2 separate regions of the Mus musculus genome follow, and region 1 is linked to region 2. The links are chromatin contacts, called in public promoter capture Hi-C maps. All regions are on one chromosome and are shown on one strand. Each heading gives the region's core, a stretch centred on a gene start, on an enhancer-like site or on the middle of the called end of the contact. The rest is flanking DNA. Distances are from core to core; before and after follow the strand shown. Region 1 holds the start of Zfp109 (zinc finger protein 109). Region 2 holds the start of Zfp180 (zinc finger protein 180).

Region 1 (3,106 bases), core at 202-2,701, 160 kb after region 2:
GGCTGCTGGGGAGTCTCCATCAGAGCACACAGCTCATTCGATCCCAGCTTGTCTGTACACATGTCTGTGTGTCTGTCCTTTCTTCATTCCTTCATCATCTGAGTTGGGTCAACCACAGAAGCTGTGCGGAAGCCAGACGCTCCCTGGTTGTTCAGGATATGAATGCTCAGGAAGTCCAATGCAGGAAGTGAGGGTGAGCAGTTTTCTGTGTGCATGTGTGTATACATGTGTGCATGCATGTGAGTGTACATATGTACACAAGGGTACACATGTATGTACAGGCTACAGCCCAACCTCTGGTGTCCTTCCTCAGGTGCTGTCTAGGGTTTTTGTTTGTTTTGGGAACAGGGTCCTTCCGTGGCCTGGACCTTGTCAAATAGGCTATGGTGGCTGCAGAGCACTTGCTCAGCATGCAGGGGTCCTGTTTCCAATCCCTAGCACTGTGGGGATGGGGGAAGCAACCCGACTTACCTGTAACTTGGTCATTGTTCTCTTCTCTTTGAGACAAGGCAGGGCTCTGGGAAGCAAGCTGGGGGAGGAAGGGCTTCGTGAGAACACTGCTAGGACAGTTGTTCCACATGGCTTCCTCAGCTTCTCCATCAGCCCCAAGGGCTGTGCGCGCTGACCAGGCTTTTCTACTAAGCTCCCGGGTTACCAGACTCACCACATTCTCTGTTTCTGGAAGCTTCAGGAATACTGGGTACTCCTACCTTCACAAAGCCGCCTGTGGTGATGGGTTTTCTAGAAAAGCAATTCTTTAAGCTCTGAACTCTCTAATGAACGCTGTCAAAACTGACCGTCACTCTCAGACGGGCCTGTTAATTTGATGGCTATTTTACACATACTTGTTTCTATACACGGGAGTGAAATCCCTCCCCCTTCCCAGTCCTCTGTCTCTACCACTAAAAGGTTGACATTCTAGTGAAGGTCGCTCACCTGAAAAAGCCTCCAAAAAGTCTCCATTCCCGCGTGCATGAAATAAGGACCAACAAAAACCTGAACCCTTTCTTTAAAAGGGAGTTTTTGCCCCTGCGATATGGCTCAAGGAGTACATGTACTGTGGTGGAGCCTGGTCAGCTGAATTCGAGTCTCTGGACCCCACATGGTGGAGGAGTGACTCTACTCCCACTTTTTATAAGCTGTGGCACGCCCCACTCTTTAAGTAAATAAACAAATAAATAAATGCAAAAAAAAAAGTCACATCAAAACCAGAGTTGCGTACCACTTAAGGCTTTAGGACACTGGCCATCTGTCACCACAGCTCCTCTACCAGGCTCCCATGGGAAGCTAGACTCTCCCCGGGGCTCCAGGAGCAGCTGAGATGGGTCCAGGAATCCCTGGCAGCGCCACCTCAGGAAGAGCCCAGCTAGAGAGAACCGGTCGCCGCCGCAGCCACCACCACTGCCTGCTTCTCCCGGTCCACAGACTCTGTCCCCACGGGACACTCAGGGAACACGGCGGCACCTGAAGGGGCGCGGGACCCTCCACGTCTCCCCTCCCTGGCACACCCGGAGGTAACCATGCCTCCCGGAGCGGAAGCGACCTCGACCTACACAGGCGCCGGAACTACAGTTCCCAGAATGCGTCAGCAAAAGTGCCTGGCTTTGGAGCACATCTAGGACACCATCAGAAACCTTCCTTAGAAAGGTTACACCCATTTGAGGGATGGAGCCATCCTCACATCTCAACATTTTAAACCGTGAAATCTTTCTGTCCAAAGGAAAAACAGGGACAAAAAAATGGAGCAGAGACTGAAGGAAAGACCGCCCCACCTAGGGATCCATCCCACCTGCAGACACCAAATCCCCACAATATTTCTGATGATAAGAAGTACTTACTAATAGGAGCCTGGTTTGGCTGTTTCCTGAGAGGTTCTACCAACACCTGCAAATACAGCCAGCCGTCGAACTGGCCCCGGGGACCCCAATGGAAAAGCAAGGGGAAGGACTGAAGTAGCTGAAGGGGTTTGCAACCCCATAAGAAGAACAATATCAACTAACTGGACCACCCAGAGCTCCCAGGGACTAAACCACCAACCAAAGAGTACACATGGAGGGACCCATGGCTCTAGATACATATGTATTAGAGGATGGCCCCATCTGACATCAGTGGGAGAAGAGGGAGGCTTGATGCCCCAGAGTAGGGGATGTCAGAGGGGGAAGGCAGAGTGGGTGAATAGGTGGAGGAGCACCGTCATAGAGGCAAACAACACCCTCATGAACAACAACTATAGATACTGTTTTCTTTTCTTTTCTTTTTTTGTTTTTGTTTTGTTTTCTTTGTTGTTTTTGTTTTTTTTTTTTCCTAAACAGTTTCTCTGTGTAGCCCTGGCTGTCCTGGAACTCCCTGTGTAGACCAGCTATCCTCGAACTCATAGATCTGCCTGCCTCTGCCTCCCAAGTGTTGGAATTAAAGGGGTAGGCCACCATGACCAGCTGTGGATACTTTTTTAAAACATTGAAGTCCCATATTATACTGTATTATAAAAGCTAAAACTTACTTCACAACTATAAGAACTCGATTCCACAGCAAAGTCAGAGTCCCTACATAGAATCCCCCAGTGAGGGGCTGGAGGAATGACCTAGTGGTCAAACACAGAGTATCTGAGTCAACATTCTATTGCTGTGAAGAGACACCACCTAGGCACTTCTCTCTGCCTCCCTCTCTACTTACCCCACCTCCCCTATACCCTTTCTCCCTCTGTCTCTTTTTCAATAATTTATTGGTTTTTTAATTCACTTTACATCCCAATCACAGCCCCCTCCCTCCTCTCAGCACAATTCTACCCTTACAAATCCCTCCTCCCTCACTGCCCCCCTTTTGTATCACCCTGCCCTGGGATATCTAGTGCCAGCAGAACTAGGCACATCCTCGCCCACTGCAGCCCAACAAGACAGACAGGTAGTGGGAAGGTAATCCAATGGTAGGCAGCAGAGTCAGAGATAGCTCTCTCTCTACTTATTAGGGGACCCACATGAAGACCAAAGTGCACATTTATTACAAATGTGTAGGGGGGGTCTAGGTCCAGCTCGTGCATGCTCCCTGGTTGGTGATCCAGGTTCTGTGAGTCCCCATGGACCCAGGTTTGTTGACTTTGTAGGTTTTC
Region 2 (3,153 bases), core at 554-3,053:
GAATCCAGGGCATCCTAAAAGGGAATGAGAGAAATATTCTGAATCAAAGAGGAGAGGCATCCCTTTATGCATGTCACAGACCCAGTAGGGCAAGAGGAGCTTTCTGGCACACTGGTGTGGTTTTTGTAGTACTAGTAGACAAAGAAGGCAACTCTGAGGTGGCACTTGTCCTGTAGAGATGGAAAGGAGAGAGCAGCTGAAGATGGACTTGGAAAGGGGGTGACTTCAACGTGGGGGGGGGGGGCAAATGTCTTTATGCCTTATGGCAAATGCCACGAGGTCACTGGAGGGCTTACCAGGCTGCAGGAGCCAGAGAGACACTTGTGGAGTAGACAAGGAGGGACACATGGCTAGAAAGCAATTGAAGAGGCAGACTCTAGAATTTGGAGTCAAGTTTGGTGAATGGTAGGAGCCAGCAGAAATAAATGATACATACATACCTTAGAGAGCCAGATCCACAGCTTGGTTCAGAGCTGCCGAGTCCCTCAGAGGGAACTCACTTATGTCAATCCCGGGTTATGGGCATCAGATAAATGAAAAAAGAAAAAGAGGTATGCTTAAACTGTGAGGCCGAGAACAGTCAGAGGCATGGAAGGGTCTAGACTGAACGGAGCCATGAGTGGAGAGTGAGTGTGGGGGGAGAGAGTGAAAGAGGAGAGGGAGTTTCGTGACCAAGAAGGTAAACACATATAGTTAGTATATCAAAAGATATGTTTTATTATGCTGAGGGTCATCACACAAAATTCAAACTCTATGTTTCCAACTATCTCCCCAGTGCTGTTCACCTGGGTGATGTATCTTAGCTGAATGTAAAAGTGTTGGAGGTCCAGAACAGAAGTCTCTGATTCGATCTTCAGGATCCTGGGCGGAGAATCTCTATCCATAGGGCAGATCAAGATGGTGCCTCTCCAAATGTGCAGAGCAAAGCATTGCTCTAGGTCTCTGCGTGTATTACTGTCCAGTGGGGTTCTAAGACTGTATCTGGTTATTATGAGGGAGTGATGTCTCTGAGTTCTGGTTATCAGGTGTAGCCTTGGGTGGAGCAGGAGTCCTAAGCTAATTATTTTTTACATGTCTAAAAGGCATTTTAATATGCTAATTATAGGGAGCAAAAAGAGGAGCCAAAGATGGAGAGATCAAAAGTGTGGGAACCAGGAGACCTCGTAGCCAATATGTATGAGTTTATGTTGAAAGGAAAAGCTGGGGAAAGGAGAGGTTCCGGTTAGGGAGTGGGATGCTGGGAGAGCTAGCCAACATTTACCCGGATATGTTAACAGGCACCTTAGCCATTTGTCCTGGGTTTCTTTGAGACCTAACACTGACAGCTATTAAATAAAAAATCAGTTTTTAAAAGATGGGTGTGATAGTTCATACCTTTAATCCCAGCATTTGAGAAGCAGAGGCAGGTGGTCATCTGTAAATTCCAGGCCAGACAGAGTTATATAGTGTGTGGGGGATTGGAGGTGGGGCGATTAGATTTATTTATTTACGGGGTTCTGGGAATCCAACTCGTATCATCATGATTGGCGGCAAAGCGCCTTTATCTGCTGAGCCATTCTGCCCGCATGATTAGAACTTTTTGAACTGTACAACATGGACATCGCTAGTCTTCCAGACTTGGCAGTGTCAAAGCCAGCTTCAATCTTGGCTTACAAGAGGACTTTCCCATTGGCCACCACCCTGAAAGGACTGGGATGGACTGCGCAGCCTCACTCGAGTTCGAGGCCTCGCCCCTTGGCGCTGAGTTCTGACAGCGGCTGCGTAAGCCGCTGAGAGTTCTGGGAATTGTAGTTCCATTGAGCTGATAACCCCCTACTTCCGGGTTTAGCCGGCAGTGCAGCCATTTGTGTGAGTGTGTGTGTGTGTTTGTATGTGTTTGTGTGTGTGCGTGCGTGCGTGTGAGTGTGTGTGTGTGTATGTGTGTGAAGGCGTCTTCTATGGCTCAGCTTTGTGGCTGGGCTCAGTCTACACGGAGCGACCTGGCGGATGCTGACTCGAAGTGGAAGCCAGACCCCCGCCACTCGAGTCATGCCGGGTGTGCTTCAGGATCGGGGCAGGAAGCGGTGAGCACAGTTTCGTTCTGACGCTGAGTCGTGAGTGGCTCAGACCCGCCCCGGTCCTCACCACGGGCTCACGGACGTCCAGGTTGGTGTTAGATGTGGGACGCTTACAGTGGTCGATGTGCGCATGCGCAGGGTCTAGGCGGGAATCTGGACGCGTTGGTGTCAGTGACTTGGGGTTCCTGTGCCTCAGAATAGGACTCAGGGTCTCGGGAGGCTGTAAAGAGTGCACAGTTGTGCGCATGCGCGGATGGTTGGTTTTGTGTGGTGGGACTGTGGGACCGAGGATGTCCAAAAGGATGGAAAACAGGGCCTAGGCAAAGGGCAGATAATTGAAAGGCCCGAGGGGACACTAAGGTGCCTTGCGTTTTAGACAAAAAAGTTTTAAAAGAGGTATTATCGCCACAGAGAGACATTGTGGCGGGGCCTCTAAGGTGACAGGGTGTGTCACCAACAGCTCCTAATAACTGACTCTGGTGGCCCTAGGTGCATATGCAGAATCAGCTCTGAGGGTAGGGAGAGACCCTGAGGGTAGGTGCAGAGGTGGGTGTGACCTGAGCAGTTTCCTCTGTGTACGTACAAAAGTACCAGGAACTCCCCTCCTCCCCTGCGTATTTAGTGGAGAGCCTTCCAATGCACAGACTCTTTTTCCCAAAGAGAGGAACCATGCCACTGTTTCTGTACTAGATCTAAGCCCACACTGTATTCGTGAGCAAGTGTTGGTGTCGGAATCACCAGCCTACGTTCTGAAGACGTGGTTCTCCTACCTGGGCAGACACTGTTCTTGCAAGCCTGGGGGTGTCCTGTTTGTTGGAGATGTATGTGGCTTCTGTTCCTAGACCAGGCATGACAGCCAAGCAGAGCAGTGGCCGCTGTTTAGCCCAGTGAGCCAGTGGGTTTATTGTTGTTCCCTACGGAAGTATGAGTGAAGGGTTTCTTACAGGAGCAGGATGAGTCAGCTATGGCACTGAAAAGCCCACGGGAGTGATGACTCAGGGAAGCTGCGTCTCTGGAGGTGCCTACAAGACTCCAAAGCAGCTCATCTGGGCAGGGTACCTCCTCCTCAGCCTTCGCTGTTGCATGTATAATCTTA

Evidence for each region. Capture Hi-C pulls out chosen DNA fragments and counts their contacts.
Region 1: a contact with region 2 is called in a promoter capture Hi-C map of liver. The contact joins the promoter of Zfp109 here to the promoter of Zfp180 in region 2. A contact is called at or near these places in 1 of 39 promoter capture datasets (liver), 3 of 484 Hi-C or Micro-C datasets (embryonic stem cells and nephron progenitors), 2 of 115 datasets of contacts at active chromatin or transcription factors (bone marrow-derived macrophages and embryonic stem cells) and 3 of 9 other capture datasets (adipose tissue, liver and pancreatic islet).

The regions. Positions count from the first base shown.
Region 1 is chr7:24,236,147-24,239,252 of GRCm38.p6, forward strand. Zfp109 (zinc finger protein 109) reads right to left here and starts at 1,452. Exons shown (of 4, transcript NM_020262.3): 1 at 937-1,452; 2 at 472-529. The coding sequence starts at 486.
Region 2 is chr7:24,080,094-24,083,246 of GRCm38.p6, forward strand. Zfp180 (zinc finger protein 180) reads left to right here and starts at 1,804. Exons shown (of 5, transcript NM_001045486.2): 1 at 1,804-2,145.